2 separate regions of the Rattus norvegicus genome follow, and region 1 is linked to region 2. Evidence: chromatin contacts called from public Hi-C data. All regions are on one chromosome and are shown on one strand. The core of a region is the stretch at or near the end of the contact, and the rest is flanking DNA. Distances in the headings are between cores, read along the strand shown.

Region 1 (5,541 bases), core at 1,168-3,667, 140 kb after region 2:
CAACAGATCCAGTAGTTTAAAGTTATATTCAAGGCCAGCCTGGGCAACCTGAGACCCTTTCTTAATTTTTTTTCTTAAAAAGAATTGATATAATCGTTACTGTCAAAGAAAAACCGTGTCCTTCCTTGTTTGTACTCCATTATCTGCTGTTTCCTGTTCCCTGCACCTTAGGGAAGCACGATGGCTCACTGGCAGGCTAATATCTGAATGGAAGACTGATCACCAGTAGTTGGCCGGCACTTTACATCTTTACAGTATATGGCTATCAATTATCAGATAAAGGAGAGGACGCTCAGCAAGTTTAAGTGCTGCTCCTAGCTAGAACGCAGCACAGAACGGATCCCAATCTAATTCTGCAGGGCTGTGGACCCTGTATTCTTCCCTCTGCCCAGAATAAACACCCTCCATGTCCCAGGGCTCTGGGGAGACTGGAGGGGTTGGTCTGGTGCTGCTATGTATTCAAATGCTAAATCTGTACCCCAGTAAACTCTGTTGCCCCAAGATGAATGACTTTTCATGTACATCAGCTTTCGTTGTGCAAATCTTGCACTCAAATTATCCATGATCGGTTAATAAAAGTTGCTGACAGCCTATAGCTGAGCAGAAGTGAGGTAGGCAGGACAAAGGTTCCTGGGCTTGGGGTGTAAGGTAGGGACCATGAAGGAGAGCGAGGAGAGGAGGAAGAAGGAAGTCACCATGGGTAATACGGGTCATGAGCATGTGTCTGTGAGGGCTAGCCTGATGAAGCAAGAGCAGTGCAAATGAAACATATGGCGAGTAATACATTGGGGTTCAAGACATGAAAGCAGACAAATAGTGTAGAGGGTTGATATCTGCCCAGCTCTGGTTCTTTAAAGCTTATTATAATTCTAGGGGTCTCTGTGTCCTTTATTTGGGTAGTAGCTGGTTAAAAAGTAACTGTTGCCGCATTAATTTCAGGTATTAGTTATTAACTGCAGAATGTTTAAGTCACACTACACCAAGACCTCCACTGGGGCAGAGGGGGAAGTGTGCTAGAACTCTAGGCACATTCAGTTCTGGTTCTCCTCTGAGGGACAGGAAAAGGGTCAAGATGCTCCCTGGGGTTGGAGCCTGTAACTAGAAGAGTCTCAGTTCCACCTTGCCTGCCTGGATCGCAGAAGGACAGAAGAAGATGGTGTCTTTGTGTCCAGCCTTCACTGAAGGCTGATGCCTCCTGGGCATACAACCGTCTGCCTCCTTTTGCATACATCTCTTCTCTTCTCTTTCCACCTACTATCAGGCAGGTAATTGTGACTAACTATCACTGAGTATATGTGATCATTGACCAGTTGGGCTTTGGGCATGGTGGGGCTTTAAACCCATGTTTGTACTCACACATATGTATGTATGCATGTACGTGTGCATACATGCACGCACACACATGCCTACCCTCACATGGACACATACATATTCACCCACCCCTTCATGTACATACACATAAGTGCACACATGTAGACATGGGTGTAGGTACACATCAAGAACTTGTGCCATGAGAACCTGAGACAACGTCAGACTAGTGCTATTTTAATATCTATCAGAGGCTTGGCCTAAGGATAACTGCACGTCAATTCTCCCCTGAAGAGAGACGGGAAGGGAATGTTCAGGATGGGCGGATACGGAAAGGACAGTCTGGTTTCTCATAGTATCAAATCCCAAGACCTGGCCCAGCTCAGCAGTGTGCACCCGCGTGTTGCATCAGTCTGTTTTTCTGGGCTTCCATCTGTGTGGAAGGAACAGGAAGAAGTCAGAGGTGACAAAGAGCCTTTTCAACAGCTTAGCACAAATGCTAAACACCCAATGCTTGCTTAACTTCTTCAGGAAGTTGCTTTTGGATGCTCGTAGCTGAAGGCTACTGAGCAAGCAACTCCTTGCTCCCCGCCCCACCCCCAGCCCCAGCACAGGGCACAGGAGGGTCTAACTAGCTGGAGTACTGCTGACAAAGCTGACAAAACTCAAGGAAGGTCTGTGCGCTCACATGCGTGGTCAGCACCGCCCTCTACCGTCCACAGCCAGCTTTTCCGCCTTGCCACCAAACACCTGGTTTAGAAAACTGATATGTGTTGCTATTGTAGCTGCTGCAGGTGTCCCAGGGCTTTTCTGATCCACACGACTTACAGGAGCTGCTGAGAATGACTGACTTGAGGCAGCAAAAGGCCTGCCCCTGAACAAAATGCTTTTCTGTCTCAACAATACTGTCTGGCTTTCAGAAAAGAAGGTCAACCCAGTCAGCCGGGGCTGGCTTGCAGAGGAGAGTGACTGCTTCTATGCCTCTCCTTTGTCAGGGCTGCCTTCTGGGGGTGTTCCTCAGGTTCTGGGGGTTTTGTTTGTCCTCTTCTTCCTCTGTATCTGTCCACTGTCTTCCGTCTACCTCTACCCATGATTTCATGGTTTTGAAGCTCAAAGCTTATGATCCTTGGACTGGGTCTCCCCTTAAAGCAAGAAGGTAATGCAAGCACCTTGCCTGCCCTAGGCCATGGCAGTCATGATGGTCAGGAGATATCAGCTTCATTAGCTGTGACAAGACATGTGACTCTGATGGCAGAAAGAATGTAACCAAAGACTAGAAAACTGCAATGATGACAGACTGAAAAGCCCCCAACCATCTCCAACAAGGATCCTAGGTCTGCTCTGCTCACCCAAATCTAGAAAGCTGCTGATTGCCCAGCCAGGGAACTGTTCTTGTAGAGGGGTGGCTCTGACATGCTTTGTAAGTAGCTAACCATGAGGGAGGATTTAGTGACGGGGAGATTTAGGAAGGTTGACAGTGAGTGCATAGGTGACACCCTCAAGAACAGCCTAATTCACAGGAATTCAGCAGCCTCAGAGCCCTTGCTGAGCACAGGGCTGTGTGCACAACCACATGTTGAGAAGGAACAAAGAGGGATGAGGGGCAGAGGAGGCAGGATCCAGACTGGAAGTGGCTTTCCCTAAGATCCAAAAGGGAATGGTTCTAGAATCGTGTCCAGGACTCTGAATAGTTGGCTTGTTTGTCTATTTCCACCACTTCTTGGCTAGGCAGCCTGAATTGGCAGGTGTGAGGCCATACTGGGAGAGATAAGCCTAGGGGCAGAGATCTGGCTTGCACAGGTGCTAGGCAGGTCAGAGCTATCATTGCCCTTCTTCTGCCAAGGACCTGGCACCCCTAGCTCGTAAGCACCTGAGAAACCTGCACATAACCCTCTATACCTTGAACACAGTCCTCCCTAGCCCCGTGCATCTGGCTCTACTCCCATTTCTCAATCTTCCTTCTTTTCAGCAGTCCTAGGATCAGATTTGGGTGTGGCACTCATGGGCACGTCTCTGGTCCCTGGGTAAAGAGAACATCTCTTCCACATTGTGGGATTGACGGGGGGAAATGGAATACCCTCCATTTGATTGAACCCTCAAGATGTGATAGGCCCATCATTTTACCCATCTGGATCTATGGCTTCTCACATTTGTTCTTTCCCATTTACAGTTTGACCAGCAGATGGGGCAGAAGACAAATCCAGTTGTACCAAGTACACAGGGACAGAAAATGTCTAGAATGAGAGCTGGTCCAGGAGGCAGTTGACAGAGTGGTATCTGGGAGCAAGAGTTTGTGTGTCCCAGATGGTGTGATCGAAGCTGTTGGACTGGTGTGAACGCTGGGCTGTAAGGGACGGGGGCAAGCTGAATGGTAGCAGTAGCTCAGCGAGGCCAGTTCAGAAGGATGCTCTGACAGAGGGATGTGGCAGGTTCTTAGAAGGATCCCCTGGTGTCAGGAGATGAGGAAGAGAAGGCCATGGGTTTCAGGACCAACCTTGACTGAACCCGAGGAATGGAGATTGGGAGTTCCAGTGGCCATGAGTGGCAGATACAAGGGCAGTCTTCAGTATGCCTGTCTCATTCCATACCGTCTGCCACCCTAGGCATAGCTTCCATGTGCCTAGTGGGCACCTTTGTGCCCAAATGTTTATGTGTGTTGGTTCCTTGCTGGGTATGAATATCCCTTGCTTACACCAGGGTTACACCTGATACCATACCATAAGTGTGTTGTATTGTAAAACACAAAGGCACCACTATCCCCCATCCATGGCATCAAGCTTAGTGATGGCTGTTTCCTTGCATGGCTGTATGGCTGAGTTGAGCTGCCTCTCTCTGTCACAGCTTAGCATCCGTGAGCTTCTTCTAGTATGTTGCTAGCCCAAGGAATGAGCACATTCACAATCCAAAGTATGGTTCTCTTAGAATGTGCATCACTTTCACAGCACAGTAGAGTCAGATTATAGCTGGAGTACTACTCAGCTATTAAAACAACGACTTCATGTAATCCTTAGGCAAATGGATGGAACTAGAAAATATTGTCCTGAGTGAAGTAACCTAGTCACAAAAGAACACACATGATATGCACTCATTGATAAGTGGTTATTAGCCCAAAAGCTCCGAATACTCAAGATACAATTTACAGACCACATGAAGCTCAAGAAGAAGAAAGACCAAAGTGTGTACGCTTCAGGCCTTCTTACAAGAGGAAACAAAATACTCACAGAAGGAAATACAAAGTGTGGAGCAGAGACTGAATGAAGGAAAGGCCATCCAGAGACTGCCCCACCTGGGGATCCATCCCACATACAGTCACCAAACCCAGACACTACTGCAGATGCCAAGAAGTGCATGCTGACAGGAGCCTGATATAGTTGTCTCCTGAGAGGCTCTGCCAGAGCCTGACAGGGGTCCCCAATGGAGGAGTTAGAGGACTGAAGGAACTGAAGGGGTTTGCAACCCCATAGGAAGAACAACAGTATCAACCAACCAGACTCCTCAGAGATCCCAGACACTAAACCACCAGCCAAAGAGTGCACATGGAGGGACCCATGGCTCCAGCCACATATGTAGCAGAGGATGGCCTTGTTGGGCATCAATGGGAAGAGAGGCCCTTTAGTCCTGTGAAAGCTCGATGTCTCAGTGTAGGGGAATGCCAGGGTGGGAAGGCTGGAAGGGGTGGCTTGGTATGTGGGGGGGTACACCCTCATAGAAGCAGGGGGAAGGGGGATAGGATAGGAAGTTTCCCAAGGGAGATCCAGGAAAGAGGATAACATTTGAAATGTAAATAAAGAAAATATCCAATAAAGAAAAAAGAAAAAAAGAAGATGCTACTATTATGTGATGACCATCTTCTCAGGGACATGAAATCTCTGGAGTGGAGCAGGCCTGAAAGTAAGAAACAAATCCTACCAACCATCCAACCCACACAAGTTCCTACACTGTTGTGAAATCTAGTGGCTATTCTTTGTGAAGAATATTCAAAAATAAAACAAAATGTAGAAAAGATTCAAAGTATCTGTTGTTTATAAAATAATTGCACCAACACATAAGAGTTTGCTATAAACATCTAAGATCAAAATTAGATATGTTTTTAAAAATGTCAAATTACAGCAAATGGAGAAGCAGGGAGACCTCTGTGACTTCTAGGCCAGCCCTGTGTACACACACAGTGTGCACTAGGTTAGCCAGGGCTACAAAGTGAGATCCTGTATTTAAAGAAAAAGTCTCCAGATA
Region 2 (5,521 bases), core at 1,758-4,257:
TCAACAGCAGGGACCTTAAGACAGCTGAGAAGGGGTAGAGATGAGCGTATTCCAGACTATGCTACTGAAAGATCACATACAGTAAGACAACACAGCAATCTAGGCTGAAGGAAGGTGGTTGAGGAATCAGCCTTAGAATCAGGTAAGCCAGACTCACATCTTTTGAGAAATCAAATACAGGGTGAGAGAACTCTAAACTACCAGTTAGGAGACCTGCTGGCTGGCTGTGATATTATCCTGGGGAGGGTGGATGAAGGCAGCACCCACATGGGCGCTGGGAAACACTTCACACCCAGCACTTTTTTTTTTTTCAAGTCAAATAAAACAGAACACATTCTGTTACCCGAAGTACCCACTGGGGTTGGGATGTTCTGTGAAACATTCCATTCAGATACGCAGCCTCAGATGCGTACGAGATGTGCAAGCATGATCAAGGTGCGGAATGAGCATCTTACTGTAGTCAGTCTAACCGGCTGGGAAAGCACAGAATAAGAGGCTTATTTGTATCTTCATAGTCTGATTCTGGGAACCAGGAGTGACAACGCACACCTGTAATACCAGCACTTGTGAAGCAGAGGGAGGTGGTGATGGTCAGAATCAGCTGCAAGGTGAGTCTGAGTCTCCAAAAGCAGTTTAAAAAACAACAACAACAACAAAAACTAAAAGCAACAACAAAGAACTCATGCTTATTTTAGATATGAGTTCTAGTAAAACATTAAACCACAAGCAAAATTACCAGGTAATTCAAATTTTGACGTACCCCGAAACAATGCCTTTTATGTGTTATGGACTGCACCTCACCTTTGTGGTAAGACAGACATACATACTCAAGAGTGAAAGAAAGAAAGGTCCACATCGGAGCAATGTTTTGTAGAAATTTTTATAGAACATCAACTCAAGGTAGGACTTTACTGTTTCACTGTAAAAATATCTAATACTAAAATTTATTTTTACCACCTACACTATGGCAGATTAGGTAGTTCAAGATGTGCGACGCGTGCTTTTTAAAAAGAACTGGGTATGGTAGATGAGTGTGGGCACAATTACTGGATGACAGGACAGCCTAGGAGAGCCAGTTCTCTCTCCCTCCACCTCTGTATTCCACAAGTCAAACTCTGGTCACCATGTCTGCCCAGAAAGCAGCCTCCACTCACTCAGCCACCTAGCTACCTGAACACTTTTTCCAGGCCCTGACCAATGTAGAACTCACCGTGCAGCTAAGGCTAGCCTGAAACGTTCAGCAATCCTTCAGCCTCTGCCTCAGAGTACTGAGGCATATCCTACACCAGCCCTCCCTGACACATACTTCTGAAACCTGTTCTTGGGAACAGGTGGCATGTGACTACTTGTGGATCCTCAGCCACTCCATCAGGACAGAATCCAGCCGCATCTGCCTACATCGTTCTCTGAAAACTACACCCCAATTAAGGATCCCCTCCAAGACCTCAGAAGAGTTTAAGCAAACAGCACAGAGTAAATACTAAGTACTTCTCTGTTTCTCAAGAAGCATAAGGGATAATTTATGAACATACGGGCAACACATATGGAAATAAGTCATTATTACTGATCATGTACTTAGCCCAGCAAATAGACTTTTCATAAAAACTATACAAAGGTCTCTAAAAAGAACAGTGCCTACTGTCCTTATTCTGAGGACTTGTTCCTCTAAAGAAATCCAAGCTCATTACCCAAAAGGTTGCCACCTGTGCTATGGGGATTACATGGGAAGGTCACAAGCATCAAACAGGACAGGTCACTTAACTTTCTCACAAATCAAAAGTCTAAGTTCAGAGTAAAACTCAAGCAGGTTTTTCTTTTTCCCACCTGATCTGTCCCCAGATATAACAATTTGTGCTTGGCATGTAAAAGACCCCGAATAATTCCAGTTTTATGAACCCTAACTCAAGGTCAACCGATTCCCTCGAGCCTATAAGACACCCTGCGCTACTAGTGGGGTTTAGGGAAGGTTCCGACATCAGCTAACTTCCTGATCTCAAGGAACCACAAACTCTGCCGGACCAAGAGGCAAAGTCCTCACCACACCCGACCCGACCCAGCCTTAAGGGCTGTTCAGGCATCGCCCCAGGGGGACTTTCTACTTAGAAAGTCTTTTAAAGGTCATAGTCTCTCCCCTGTTTTCACAGGACACTGAAAAACCCAAGGTCACTTCTTCCAGACCTTCAGGGTCTGCGCGTAGTTCATCACACAACTCAAGCTCAACCAAGTTGGTTTGGCCGGTACGTTAGCACCCCCCACAGCGGCCACGTGCGTTTAACCGGAGCCACAAAGACTCCAGGCCTCGCTGGCCAGTGAAAAGCAGGCAGGACCCTTTAAGTCTGAGCTATCCATCCCCACAAGGGCTGGTGATCCGGAGCGAATGCAACAATCTGGGAGCACAAGCCCGCACCCAACCCGTGGCTCGGGGCTCACCGGGTGCGCAACGCCTGCCACGCGGCGTCGATGTCGGCGTAGAGATTCTTTTCGGAGGGCTTGCCGGAGCTCACACCATAGCCCGAATAGTCGTAAGAAAAGATGTTGCAGTTGATGCGCGAGCCCAGGCCGATGTAGAAGCTACACATCTGGCCCAAGTCCACAGCGTTGCCGTGAGAGAAGAGCAGCGTGTAGCGGCTGGAGGGCGCGCAGCGCACGAACATGCAGCCCAGCCGGTTGTCGCGGGCCGTGCGCGAGAAGAAGACCTCTACGGCGTCCAGTTCGCGCTGCGAGTACTGCCAGTCGGCGCGCTCGCTCAGGTGCAGGCTGCACGCGCCGGGGCCCGCACCCTCCTCGGCCGGAGCGGGCTGCGCCGCCGGGGCTGGCGCCGGGGTCGCAGCGGGCGCGGGCGCGCGCTGCTCGGGCGCCAGCACCGTGTAGGTGGGTTCGGGCGGCAGGAAGGCCAGCTTGGCGGCGATGCGGCTCGGACAAGGAGGGCAGCAGAAGAGCCAGCACAGCTCGCCGAGCGAGAAGCCGTTCATCCTGGGGCCGGGCTCGGGCATCGGGACGGCCTGGCGCCCGCCGCGGGCGGGAGGGAAGCGCAGGGAGCGCAGAGGGAGAGCGCCGAGAACTGGAGGCCGGCCGAGGAGGCGGAGAGGCTAGGGGCGGGGCCAGGCGGGCGCGGCGCGGCGAGCGGGGCGGGTCAGCGGCAGCCCCGCAGCCCCGGCGAGGTGCGGACGACCGGGGCTCGCGCGCTGCACACAAAGCCCGCGGCGGCGGCGGCCATGGCCCGCTCGAGCGCGCCGCCCCGCCCCCGCACGCTGCCGCCACTTCCGGGTTACCGCGCCGCGCGCCCCCACAAGCGGGCGGGGCTACCCCTCAGAACGGACGCCCTAGTCTGAAGCAGGACTCCCCTGTCTGGGCGGGGCTCTCACCTCTTGGGCGGGGAGTTAGTGCATCTGGGCAGGGCTGCTGGTTAGAACAAACTCCGGGATCCGAAGCGAGGCTCTGGTGTCTGGGGCGGAGCTTACCGTGATTGGGGCGGGGCTCTGAAGAGATGGGGCGGTTGGGACAATCCTGGATTGAAAAGGTAGGTGCACAGATACTTTAGGATTCGGTTCTCCAGAACCAACTTTGTCCTGGTAGGGTTATTGGGAATTTATGTAAAAGATAATTATTGAGAAAGAGAATTGAATACATTAAAAAATGCCTTGCTTCCCGCTAATCAATGCTATTTTTTTCTCTTTTGGTTGTTTGAGACAGTTTAACCTACACTGGCGTAGAACTCGGATTCCTCTTTCCTCTATACCAGTGGCTGAGATTCAAGACTTTTTGAATACCACCCTCCTCTGATCCCCCTCGTACGTGTTCCCGTGCCTGTTGGTTTTACAACTGGTGTGAACATGGTACTTTCTCACCCTCACCCCTTACGTCAACCCCCCCTACATGGTGCCAACTGGATACTCATACTCCATATCTGTCCTTTATGATGTTAGTTTCTCTAGAATTGTTTTGGCGCCAGACTTTTAATCATGAAAGACATGTTAAAACGATTTTAATCCTCTGTTGTCTTGGCTATGGGCTTTAAGTGATTTTCCAAATATAGCTCTCAGGGCCTTTGAAACCATGTGAACCCTGGTGTTCAGTTGGCAGAGCCTCTCCTCTGGACTTTGGCATTAGGCTTCGCTTTCAGGGAGAGGAGGGCATCCCAGGCTACCTGCGGTTAATGCAACCAGAGCCCCAGTGGGCAGTCACCACTCCAGACCTCAAAGATGTCCCAAGAAGGATTACAACCTTTTTGAAAACAAAAAGAATTTTGAGCATCCTAATCTAAATTGATTTATCAATACCAACATCAGTAGTAACATTGTGGACTGAATTTTAGAAGGCCATATACTCACTAAATTCATAAATTTCCAAAAAACTGCACACAATGCCTCTTCAAGTCTGTTTTAAAGTTAGATGGGCAAAACTGTTCTTCCATTGCTAGGCTTTAGCTTCTGGCTTTCAGTTTCATTTTTTTTCCCCCAAAGACTTGAGAGTTTTTTCATGTTGCTATTTTGCCTGCTTGATTCCTGTACTAAGTCAATGTGTGTGGCGTTTTTCATGCCATAGCTACTGGGTCAGTTGCCAGAATTGCAAAGAGAAAGTTATCTCTGCCACAGTCAAGACACTCTTAAGAAGCCTGAAAACAGTTTGCGGGATCAGGAGTTCGTGGTCACTCCCAACTTCATAGTGGCCAGACCGGGCAATGAGACCATAACTTAAATAAATAAATAAATAAAATAAATAAATAAGCAAGCAAATAAATCAGTCCTTTGTGAACATTTAGGTGATTGTATTATTATTATTATATGTATTTTGGGGGTGGACATAGGTATGGAGTTGAGAAGACAACTTATAGGAGTTGTTTCTCTCTTTCCATCATGCGAGTTTGGGGGATCAAACTTGGATCGTCAGACTTGTTTACCCACTGAGCCATCTTGTATCCTTAGACAATGGTCTCAGGTCCTGTCTTGCTATTTCTGTGAGGAACAGATGCCAGTACGCTTCACTCTAGTCTAATGCAGAGTGAAAACAAGGGACTTTGAGAACTGAACTGAAATGAGTACTGTCCACTCTCCTCCTAGTCAGTCTTCCTCCAGCACCGTTCCTCCCACCTGACAGAATGGACTAGCTCACAGCTCGTGAAAGGACAGCTAATGATTCCTAAGTCCGCATCTTTGTGCTGACTATAGGAAGGATAGCAGTCATATTCCAGATGTTCTGGTGGCAGTCCTGTTGGGAAACCCAAAGTTGGCTTCTTTAGTTTAGTCTCTGTATCCTCTGCAAAGGATGTGTGCAATACGACTCTGTACATGACTAATAACTAAATGGAAAGACTAACCTTTTGGATCATTTTGAGAGACTATACAGAGGGAAGCTTCCTGTAAAAGTAAACTCATTTGTGTTTATGTGACTATTAAACTTAATGTGCTGAATGCCATAGAGGGCAAGCCTTGCTCACCCATATTACGTAGAGCTGAGGTTAGACTTTGTGTGGCCCTCTAAGATGAGATGTGCTGCTAGGGTGTAACAAACTCAGTGTCTC

Evidence for each region. Hi-C and Micro-C count contacts between places; a contact is called where the count stands out from the background.
Region 1: a Hi-C map of frontal cortex shows a contact between it and region 2, with 1.9 times the contacts expected there. The contact joins the enhancer-like site here to the promoter of Abhd17c in region 2. A contact is called at or near these places in 3 of 12 Hi-C or Micro-C datasets (the A7r5 cell line, frontal cortex and kidney).

The regions. Positions count from the first base shown.
Region 1 is chr1:147,670,879-147,676,419 of GRCr8, forward strand. The region is part of intron 12 of Arnt2 (aryl hydrocarbon receptor nuclear translocator 2); the gene reads right to left. Among named protein-coding and RNA genes, the nearest start is that of Arnt2, 130 kb to the right of the region's middle. Within about 2 kb of position 2,418, at least 9 of the 93 cell types and tissues checked have an H3K27ac peak or open chromatin away from gene starts, as enhancers often do.
Region 2 is chr1:147,531,708-147,537,228 of GRCr8, forward strand. It overlaps Abhd17c (abhydrolase domain containing 17C, depalmitoylase), which reads right to left and starts at 3,008. Exons shown (of 3, transcript NM_001100736.2): 1 at 2,431-3,008. The coding sequence starts at 2,993.